3 separate regions of the Sus scrofa genome follow, and regions 1 and 3 are each linked to region 2. Evidence: chromatin contacts called from public Hi-C and HiChIP or PLAC-seq data. All regions are on one chromosome and are shown on one strand. Each heading gives the region's core, a stretch centred on a gene start, on an enhancer-like site or on the middle of the called end of the contact. The rest is flanking DNA. Distances are from core to core; before and after follow the strand shown.

Evidence for each region. Hi-C and Micro-C count contacts between places; a contact is called where the count stands out from the background. HiChIP or PLAC-seq counts read pairs in DNA pulled down with a chosen protein or histone mark.
Region 1: a contact with region 2 is called in a Hi-C map of liver, with 6 times the contacts expected there. The contact joins the promoter of PDIA6 here to the promoter of PQLC3 in region 2. A contact is called at or near these places in 2 of 47 Hi-C or Micro-C datasets (liver and skeletal muscle) and 1 of 2 datasets of contacts at active chromatin or transcription factors (alveolar macrophages).
Region 3: a contact with region 2 is called in an H3K27ac HiChIP or PLAC-seq map of alveolar macrophages. The contact joins the promoter of ROCK2 here to the promoter of PQLC3 in region 2. A contact is called at or near these places in 1 of 47 Hi-C or Micro-C datasets (liver) and 2 of 2 datasets of contacts at active chromatin or transcription factors (alveolar macrophages and skeletal muscle).

The regions. Positions count from the first base shown.
Region 1 is chr3:125,749,925-125,753,642 of Sscrofa11.1, reverse strand. PDIA6 (protein disulfide isomerase family A member 6) reads right to left here and starts at 1,564. Exons shown (of 13, transcript NM_001195119.1): 1 at 1,546-1,564. The coding sequence starts at 1,564.
Region 2 is chr3:125,505,376-125,508,675 of Sscrofa11.1, reverse strand. It overlaps PQLC3 (PQ-loop repeat-containing protein 3), which reads left to right and starts at 1,441. Exons shown (of 7, transcript XM_003125380.6): 1 at 1,441-1,745. The coding sequence starts at 1,603.
Region 3 is chr3:125,351,521-125,355,199 of Sscrofa11.1, reverse strand. ROCK2 (rho-associated protein kinase 2) reads right to left here and starts at 2,081. Exons shown (of 34, transcript XM_021087835.1): 1 at 1,941-2,081. The coding sequence starts at 2,081.

The DNA of each region.
Region 1 (3,718 bases), core at 315-2,814, 240 kb before region 2:
AAAGAAAAAAAAGGATGTACAAATTCTGACTGCATAATAGTCGGTAATTACCCTCTTCAAAAACCCCTCAAGAAAACAAAAAACCCTGAGCCCACTTAAGATGCTAAAGTAGGTTAATGCTGACCAGTAATGTTCTCTTTCTAAATTTCACATGGTCCTTCCACTCACTGATAATGAGCACAAATGGAACATTCGAGTGTCTGGAGTCTATGCGAGCAGATGGTTTTGCCATCTGTGGCCTCCCGTTATTCCTCCACTGCGGATAAGGATGCTATAAATCCGCGTCAGTAACATTTCTGTCCCACACCTGTTAGCAAGACTACATGTCTCAAAGCAGGAATCTAGAAACCAAGAGGACTCCCCCAAAGGCTGATTACATGTATTAAAATAATGAGCTAACTGAATGAATCACAGAGTCATTTGGAGACTTGTCTGAATTCACTTGCAGGCAACCAAAGAGAAGTAAGTTCCTTCTCCCTCCTCTATTCTTTCTGCACTAATACAGCAAATATTTCCATCTTTTTTTAACTCTCTTTGGACATATACAATCTCACTGATCCTGAGAACAACTCTGTGGAGTACTAGCCCGGAGCAGTTAAGTAACTGGCTCCCACTCACACAACTCGTAGATTCGGGGACGGAGGCCTGGGACTCAAACCTTGCTCAAACCGTGGGTCCAGAGTATTCACACAACCACCGTCAGAGCGCCTTGCCTGAGCCCAGGGAGAGCCCTGAGACGGGACGGATCCACAACCCCACTCACTGCGGTCTCTAAGACATTTACTAAGTCAGGAAAGTCGGCCTTGAATTTAGTTTTTAAAAGTTCAATCACATTTCAAGTGCTCTTGCATCCTAAGACCCGCTTTAGGGAGGTACTAGTCCCTTTTTAATGAAACTATCCGGACAAGGTTTATGATGGTTCAATTTTTGGGGGGAGAGGGGAGTGAGAATTCCATAAAACAGGTGGTGAGGACAAGACCCTCCCGGTACACGCTCGAGGCCCAGAACCCGCCCAAACTCAATATCCGCCAGGGATCAGCCAGAGCTGGTCCCAGCGGCTCAAACGCAGCTCCGGGCCTTAGCTCACGCCCCGGCCTCCAGTCGCCGCCCCTTCACCGGAGCCCGGCACCGGGCACTCGTACCCGGGAGCGGGGCTGTCCCGGCGCCCTGGGTTCGAGCCCAGCCCCAGGGCTCCTCCTCCCCGCCGCGCTCGCGCACACGCTCCCGCCGGGTGGGATACGGCCGCCCCCAAGGGCGCCCTCACCTCCGCACGCGCCCTGCTCGTCTGCCCTAGATCCCGCTCGGGGGGGCTCCGGCCCAGGGCAGCCGGCGCCCCCGCTCCCCCACCCCCACCCCAAGGCCGCGGAGCTCCCTTACCGCCCCGCGGCTTCCCCTACTGCGTCCCCCGCGTGGGCCGGGCCCGCGATCCCCCACTTCTGCGCGGGCCGGATCGAGGCCACGCGCCCGCCCGCTCCCCGGGTCACGGCCCGCCGTGGGGGTTCCGAGCTCTCCCGCTGCCCCCTGGACGGGGGAGCCCGCGCTTACCGAGGACCAGGCGAGCCATGCCGAGCACCTCCGCCGTCGTGCAGTCCAGCCACCACCTCACTTCTGCCGCGCCGCGCCCCCGCCGCCCCGCGTCCCGCCCTCGGCCCTCAAGGCAGCCGCTGGGCGGTGCGGCGGGGGCGGGCCGGAAGACGCTCGCCAAGCCGTGGCCGCGGCTTATTGGTCCCGGCAGACTTCGCTCATTTGCATGGCCAATGAGAGGCGGCCGGGTAGAGGTTACGCGTTTGGGTTTGGCGGGGGCGGGGCGAGCGGCGGAAGGAGGGACTTGCTTGGGGGCGGGGTTGGCCAGCCGCTCCTTCTCCCTCTCGCTCGCCGCTCCTGGGCTTGCTGTACTTTTCTGACTACAGTGATTGTTTTCTCTCTCCGATCCTTGGGACTCTCTCTTTCCTCGCTTGACTCTAACGAGCCCTTTTCCAGCCCTCACTCGCCCCTTGCTTCCCTCCACTCCCCACCCCTTACCGTCTTTGTCCACAGGGAGGATAAGTTTCTTGGGGCCCGCGATGCATCTACGACCTTATTAAAATGACATATTAATTTTCCTCGTGCCCGGACAAGTATTCAGTCATAAGGCACCTACAAAGCACATACTGTATATAACACAATTCAACAAGTATTTTGGCGAATTACTTTAAAAGTTCCGCTAACCAAGGCCCAGGACTGCTTAGCTTTTCAGAGGGGCCCTCATTCTCAGTAGAAACCCCGTGGGGCTTAAGCTTCAGGACTTCTCTCTTGTGCGGTTTACTTCTCCTCCCCAAGGGGCCCTAGCAGTGAGTTCAAATGGCCATGTGTTTTGTAAAATTTGCAAAAGTGAAATATTTTAAGCGTAACAGGCTCAGATGGCAGTATCTTTCCGCTCTGATTTCCTCTTTTCTGTTTAGAATGGACTCAAGCATTTTGGGTTTTGTATTACCAATGGTTTATTTCTCCGTAGTGCTTAATGCACAGAGTAGCTCAGATTCCCGCCAAAGCGTTTATGGGCACCCCGAGGTCCGGGAATGGTGAAGGCATATAGGGCTTCCTGGAAGAAGGGGCACTAGAGCTGAGTCTGGAAGATGTGCCAGGCAAACAGGAGAAAGTCCATTCTGGACACAGGGAGCAAGGGGAGTGAGGAGGGCACAGGAGAGGGAACTGAGGCCATGAAGAGGAAGCTGGCAGCAGGTGCTAGATGATGGGGTGGTGCTGAGGGCTGTGTGACATGGTGGGACATTAAGATCAGACGTAGACTGAGCCATGTAGATGTCTGATTTTTGATTCTGTAAGATTTCTTGGGGTTTATTGATGCTGTTGTAAACTCTTGATGATCAGGGTAAATTTTTAGGGACAACCCTAAAATCTCAGTGGCTTATTCTGTAATCGCTTTGTTCCCACTCTCATTGGGGAGCAGCTTTCCATGTGGTGACACAGGGACCCTGGGGCCTCCCATCTTACAAAGCCACCATCCTCTAAAACATGCACTTTCAACATGGGAAATATTGCTTCCAAGGTTCTTGGGGCAGAAAAATGCAAAAATCTTAGATGTTACAAGGGCCTAACTACATAAACAGATATACACTGTATCTGTGTTTTTCAAATTTCAGGGAGAGAAGAAACGTCTAAAAGTCTCCTTAGAGGGGTGATAATAAAAAACAAATCTGACAAGCATTGTCCTAGAACAGAGCTGTCCAGTGGAAATATAACCTGAGCTGTGACCACACATGGAATTTAAAAATTTCCAGTAGCCACATTAAAAAAGTAAAGAGATTAATTTTAATAATATAGTTTACTCCCAGATACCCAAACATTATCACTTCCTCATGTAATCATGTTAAAAATGATTAATGATGGAGTTCCCGTTGTGGCTCAGCGGTAACAAACCCCACTAGTATCCATGAGAATGTGGGTCTGATCCCTAGCCTCGCTCAGTGGGTTATAGATCTGGCATTGTGGTGGGCTGCAGTGTAGGTCACAGACAGAGCTCCAATCCTGTGTGGCTGTGGTGTAGGCGGGCAGCTGTAGCTCTGATTGAACCCCTAGCCTGGGAACTTCCATATGCCGCAGGTGGGGCCCTAAAATAAAAATAAAATTAAAAAAAAGAACCAAAAAAAAGATTAATGAGCTATTTATATTCCTTTTTTTCATACCAAGTCTTTGAAACTCAGCATACATTTTATGCTTA
Region 2 (3,300 bases), core at 192-2,691:
GAACTGACACGGCAGACAGTATTTTCTTTACGGTGGATTCTGGCATTGCATTTTGTGACTTTTTTCTGTTTGGTAACCTGGACTCAACACCATTAGCATTTTGAGAGTTTGGAAGATGCACCTCATGCCTCAGTCCCAATTACTTTCTTTTGTCAATAGAAACATCTCTCTCTTTGTTCTTTTTTCTTTTTTTTCTTTTTAGGACCAAAGCTCCAGCATATGGAAATTCCCAGGCTAGGGGTCGAATCAGAGCTACAGCCGCTGGCCTGAGCCACAGTCACAGCAAAGCAAGATCTGAGCTACACCACAGCTCACAGCAACACCGGATCCTTAACCCACTGAGCAAGGGCAAGGATGAAACCCACATCCTCATGAATCCTAGTCAGGTTGGTAAACCACTGAGCCACGAAGGGAACTCCCAACAGAAATCTCTTTTTTGCCTCCTTAAGAAACATTTTCAGAGTTCCCCTGTGGGTTAAGAACCAGATAGAGTGTCCTGAGGATGCGAGTTCCATCCCTGGCCTCACTCAGTGGGTTAAGGACCCAGCATTGCCGCAAGGTCAGATCTGCCAGTTGCTGTGGCTGTGGCTGGCAGATGCAGCTCCAATTCGACCTTTAACTTGGGAATTTATAAGCTACATGTAAAGCCCTAAAAAGAAATAAAAGAAAAAAAAATCACTCTTAAGTGCTGAAATGCAAGGCTGGATAGGCGGGAAGGTGGGGGGGCTGTCTTCAGAGCTTAGGCGCAAACCCGCAGGAAAGAAGCTTCCCGGGGTTTGGGAGGAAGCGGCGCCACTCCCAGCTGGAGGAAAGGGCAGGACCAGAAAAGACTGTTTCCCGTCGCGTAAAAACGAGGACACACACCAGCTTAAGTTGGGTCGTTATGAAGTTTTTAATCTCTGAAAAGCCGAGCGCGAAGAACAAAGGAAGACTCTTTTCAGAGCGAAAAATGCTTACGCAGTGGTCCGTGCCCCCGCGACTGGGTGCCCGCTGGCCACCCCCCGGGGCCCAGTCTCTGCCCACCCAACCCGTGGGAAAGCGGGGCCGTCTGGGGCGTCGCCGGAGGCTCAGAACAGCGCTGGTCGGTGGAACACCGCAAAGTGAATCAGCAGCGGGCGTGGCACGCACAGGGCGAGGCTGACCTGCCTCCCGGGCAGGGGGCCCCTGGGCGGATCTGGAGAGGGATCGGGGCGGGGTGGGGGAATAGGGGAGGGGGGACAGACGAGGGGGAGGGAAGAGCAGTGGACCCCCGCAGGACAGACGCGGGCCGGGGGGGGCCCCAGACGGAGCGGGAGGGGCGAGCCGGGAGGGGCGGAGCGAGCCCGGGGTGGGGCGGGGCAAGGCGGGGGCGGGGCGGCCTGGGGGCGGGCCCGGGGCGGGGCGGGGCGGCCTGGGGGCGGGGGCGGGGCGGGGCGGGGCGGGGCGAAGAAGCGATGGGGGCGGAGGAGCGATCCCCGACAGGGCGGCCCGGGGCGGAGCAGGAGAAGGGGGTGCGGGGAACGCGGAAGGACCCGGCGAGCCCGGCGGCCGAGTGCTGAGCGGCTCCCCTTCGCGAGGCAGCGGGATCCGCCGAGCGCCCGAGTGCCCAGCCCCGCCGGCGCGATGGAGGCGCCGCTGCTGTGGTTCTGCAACTACAGCGCGCTGGGCGTGAGCGCTGCGCTCAAGCTGCCGCAGATCTCGTCGGTGCTGAGGGCGCAGAGCGCGAGGGGCATCAGCCTTCCGAGCCTCCTTCTGGAGCTGGCGGGGTAAGGCCAGGGGCGGCCTGGAGCCGTCGGCAGCCCGGGAGAACCGCGGCTTTAGTAAAGAAGGGGCGGGGAAAACGGGGCCGAAAGCGGCCGGCGGTGGGGAGTGGCGTTTGCCCGGGCCGCACACTTCCCCTCGAATTCGGTGCTTCCCCAAGCCTCTCGCGGTAACGAAGACGAAGCACGCCCATTTTACAGATGAGGAAACCCACGCTCCGCGAAATCATCACTCTGCCCTTTAGCGACCAAACCATCATTTGCACCTCAAGGCTCTCTCATCTGCATCCTCCCTAAGCCCGCCCCCCGCAAGCGCCCCCTTTCTCGAGCCTCGGTTTCCTCCCTTGTAAAATGAGGGGCTGGACTTTGAATTCTAAGGACCTCTGGCCTTTAACACTTGACCGGGGCGCGGGGCGGTCAGAGAACGGAGAGCTGTTTTGAAGGTAAGGAGCACTTGAACTGCACTTGGACATGAACTGGCCCCTGAAAGGTGACAGCGGAGAGTGCTTCAGGAGCAAGTTCATCCAGCAGAAATCCGGTGTGGGGAGTTCCCGTTGTGGCTCAGCTTGTTAGGAACCCGACGAATATCCATGAGGATGCGGGTTCCATCCCTGGCCTCCCTCAGTGGGTTAAGGAACCAGCGTTGCCAGTAGCTGCAGGGTAAGGTCACAGGTGCAGCTCTGATCTGGCTTCATGGTGGCTGTGGCGTGGGCTCCGCAGCTGCAGTTTCCATTCCATCCCTAGCCTGGGAACTTCCTTATGCTGCAGGTACAGCCTAGATAAATAAATAAATAAATACAGACCTGAAAGAGAAGAGTCGTTAACCTTGGTTGGAAGATATGAGTAGTGGAGCCCCTTGCCCAGTGAGGCCAGGTCCTCCCACCTCCTCCCCAGCCCTGGCCCAGGTATCATCCAGAGGCTCTGAACTCCCGTCCTCTGCGCAAATGCTAATCAGAGGGGCAGCTGGGCTGGTGGACTCCAGTTTCCTGGGCCAGATGGAAGCCAGGGGAGGGTTGGAGAAAAAGACCTTGGGGCAGAAGAGCCATGGGGTCCTGCCTGGCACAGCCCTCTCTGAGGGGCTGGTGGTGGGGTGCGTGAGCCCTCCGGGGTTTGAGCCTGGCCCTTTGCAAAGAGCAGCCTGCTGTCAGAGCCTCTCCGGTTCCCTGGGGAGAACAGACAGTTACCTGGAGGAGAGGTCGCTCGTCCTAAAGCAGGGGAGGCCTGACCCGCACCCATGGAGGGGACCCCCTGGGCATCCTCATTGAGGGAAGAGGTAGCCAGTGGGGAGAGGGGCCCTCCTGGCAGAGGGCGTGTGGGCAGAAGGCTGGAGGCTGGACTGGAAGCAGTGAGGCCAAAGAAAGAGGCTGAAGACATGATCTTAGGTAAGACGTGTGTGCAGACACAGGCGCGACGTGGGTACACTTTCATCCCCATTTCACAGGTCAGGAAACTGAGGCCCCAGAAGTTAGGTAAATATGGGGGGCTTGTGAGCCCAGCCCTCCAGCCCCAGAGCCTTTGCTCCACACTCGACAGGGGCAAGCCAGGCAGGGGGAGGGGACAC
Region 3 (3,679 bases), core at 832-3,331, 150 kb after region 2:
TCAAAAAATTAATTCACTTTACTTCATACAGTGAAATACACATGACTTAAAGCTAACTTACTACACCGTGGTTTTTAAAAAATCTTCACCTCCTCATCTTGCAACAGAAGAACCAGCAACCTCAAAACCTCTAGGAGTAAAGGACAATTTTTGGCCTGATAAGATTTACTACAACTCAGCATCATAATAGTTAATCAGGTAAAAACAAAATCTGCCCAGTTAGCAAGCAGCATGTGATGTCATACCAGTAATATGTTACCTTAATAAAGGTGCAAAGTGCCTTGGCTGTATTAGGCACTCAATAAATGAATGGACCAGACTGCTGCTGAGCATGTGTAATACTTCATTTTTAAAAACAGCCTTCATCTTAATAACTTAGAAAATATTTCAGTAAGAAAAGAACATATGATCACTACCGTGTATAAATAAACTTAGGCACAGGCTCACAATAACTATGATTAACATTAATAAAGACTCAATAAATGAAAGTGAAGTGTGAAACACTTCTGAGATTTGAGCATAAACCTGATGAATATTTAAGATTTGCTGTACTATTTTTAACTGAACTTTCTGGCCTTAGGTCAAAGTTTTGCTAGCAAAATACCAAAGCGAAAATGCTGGGAGTGAAGCCCAGAGTCTCTGCTTTGGCCTAGGAAAAGCTGTGCCCTTCATGTAACCAATCCTACCCCCAACTGCAGACTTCTAAACACTGTTCAGGGTGTCACGATCCCATAAAAACATACGAAGAACACACTACTGTGGAAATTAGTAAAAGGAAGTGTCAACCACGGCGGCGAGAACAGAATACATCCCGACACTCTGTGCACTGTACAGAAAGACACTTTAGGCAGTTCTTGCACTTTGGCCAAAGAGCACTGAGTCACTCTGCAAATGATTCCAGAAACCTCAAAGGATAACCAACGGCTTCTGAAGAAAAGTCAGTCAGTCACTGGAGGAGGAAGGAGACACAGTTTTTCTCGCCGTATAATCACTAGATTTCTCCCATCAGGGAGGAGAACCGGACCGGAGTTCAGGTGGGGGAATAGCCACAGGATCCACGGCTCACCGATCCGAACTCTGGTCGTCCGGAGTGCATCTCACACCCAGAGCATCTCCTTTGCTTTCTTCGCTTCCCCGGGGTAAAAACCCACACCCCCTTTCCCCACAAATGCATCTCCACTGCCTGCTAACCGAAGTGTGGCTGAGATACAACAGTCGATCGTAACAAACGCAAGAAATAAACACGCATTCTCCAGGGCAGGTCTGACGTGTAAATCATGTTCCTTTCCTACACAAAGCCAACTAGCCCACTTTCCGCGGCTATTAATTTGGATTTCAAAGGCCCTCTCAAGAAAGAGGTACCATGAAAAGGACCGACGGATTCCACCCTACAATTCAATTCTTCAGCTCGGGCGCAATAATCTCGGAAATTAAATTTACCGAAACGAAATTAGAATGCACTAATTTGCAACTGTTAATATTCACACGCAAGTGAAAACAGAAGAACCTCAGCTGTGGGTTTCAGACTCCCCTCTTTGTCGCGTACCCCTGGTGGGTACTCCCCCACAGCGACAGCACCGGGTTTCTCCCCTGCGCGTCCCTCTTTCGAACCGCCCAGTCCGCTGTCGGGGGCAGCGCTCTGCCACCCACCTCCCCAGACCCAGAGGGCAGGCGGGAAGGAGAAGAGGGTGCTTCCTCCCAGCGCTCCGAGAAAGGCACAGCCTGGGATGACACCGGCTCCAGGAGCTAAAGGGGCAGGATCAAAGGTGGGTCTCTCCTCCCGGAACTTGGTCGCAGCAGTGTTCGCTCTCCGACCCGGGCCCCGGCCGCCGGAAGCTGGGCGGGGTGGGGCGAGACCTCCCCCACGGACCGACGGGCACACGGGGGAGTCCGCGGGGAGAGCGGTCAGCAGGGAGGGCTCCCGGGCGCCGGCCACCTACCAGCAAGCTCTCCACGTTGATGGGCGAGCGAGGGTCTCGGATCAGCGCCTCCAGTTTCCTCTGGCGACTCGCGCCCGCGCCGTCCCCCGACACGGCCTCGGGGGCGCCGGGCATTTTCCCCGTCGGCGGGGGCCGGCTCATGCCGCCGCCACCGCCGGGCCCGCACTCCCGTTCCCCGCGCTCCGGCCCGGCCGCCTCGGGGCCTAGCGCCGCCCCCGACCCGCCGGCTCCGGCCGGGGCTCCGCCCGGGCCCACCGCCCGCCTCGAGCTCCGGCCGCGGGTCTCAGCCCCCGGGGCCTGGGGCTGTCCGAGAGGCCGGCCCGGGAGCGGCGAGGAGCAGACGGCGTCCCCGCCCCTCAGTCAGATTCGCGCCGCCCGGTCCGCTCGTCCGCCGCGAGCTCCCTCAGGATCCGAGGGCGGGAGCGGGGAAGTGGCGCCGCCACCGCCGGGCCCGGACTGCCCCGCCCTCTGGGGCTCCGGGAAGCTGAACCCCAGGCTCCGACAACTACGGCCGCCGCCAACCCGCTCCCATGACCGCCGTCGGCTGCCTGGGTCCCGCAAGCCCGCGCCCCTCACACACTCCCGCGCGGCGCCCGTCTCCGGCCGCGCGCAGCCGCTACCCACAAGCCCCTCGGCCCGCGGCCGCCGGCGCGCCCCCGCTCGCCCCGCCCCGCGCGCGCCCCGCCCCGCCCCCCGCGCGCGGCCGCCCCCGCCCCCGCCCGCCGGCCTCCGCCTCCTCTCGCCCCTCTCCGTTTTTTTTTTTTTTTTTTTTTTTGGTTTCCTCCAGGCCGCTCGCCCCGCATTTCTCCTTTTTGAGCCTCCTTCCTTCCCCGCTTCCTCCTCCCCCGCTTTGAGTTCTTAGAGGGTAAATGGCCGGGCGCGCGGTCACCGCCTCACTTGACCCACGAGCTCCAGTTGGGGGAGGGGAGGGCGCGCCCGGGGCTCGGGTCACCCCCGAGGGTCACCCCCGCCTGACCCTGCCCGGGCTGACGACCCCTCTGGACACGGGGGCCCACCCCGACCGCCGGGTCCCGACCTGGCGGCACCCGGCGCGGGGGGGCGGGGGAGGGAGGGTTGCAGTAGGGGGATGGGCCGGCCCGCGCCCCCCGCCCCCGCCCGGCTCCGGCTGACTCAGCGCGCAGCTATGCGGCCCTTGCATCACCCGCGCCAAAATAATAGCGACCGCCAGTCGCTGCCCTCGCCTGCAGAGCTCTGCGTTTGCAAGGGGCCTGCCTGGGCCACGAAGATTTTAGTGGAAAGGCTGGAAGGGTGTGCAGTGCGAGTCGGAAACCCCGGAATAGGGCGGACGTTTGGAATTGCAGTCCTGGGGCGAGAGAGCCGGGACGAGCTGCTTCTGCCCCCAGGGCAGAAATCTTCGACTCCAGCAGGAAAGCTTTCTGCGCGTCCGTAACAGTCGTCTCCGAGCTGGGCTGAAACACCAGCTACGGAAGAGAACAAGAGGGCGATAGAAAAATGCTTTCCCTCTGCAGACCTTCTCGAGGTCTTTGCCTTTTGGGGGGGCGGTCATGGGGGCCGCTCGTCCACATTCCTGCCTCTCGCGGCCCTTGCCATTGGTCAAATCCACCCAGGCGCAATCTGAAAAATATGTGCCAAGAGCTATAAAACTGTTCATTGAGCCCCTTTGACCCAGTAAACCCATTTAAGGAAGTACATTTCTAAGGAAATGATCCAAAGGGGGGGAGGGGGGATGGAGGGGGAGAACTTGCATAAAGATGTTT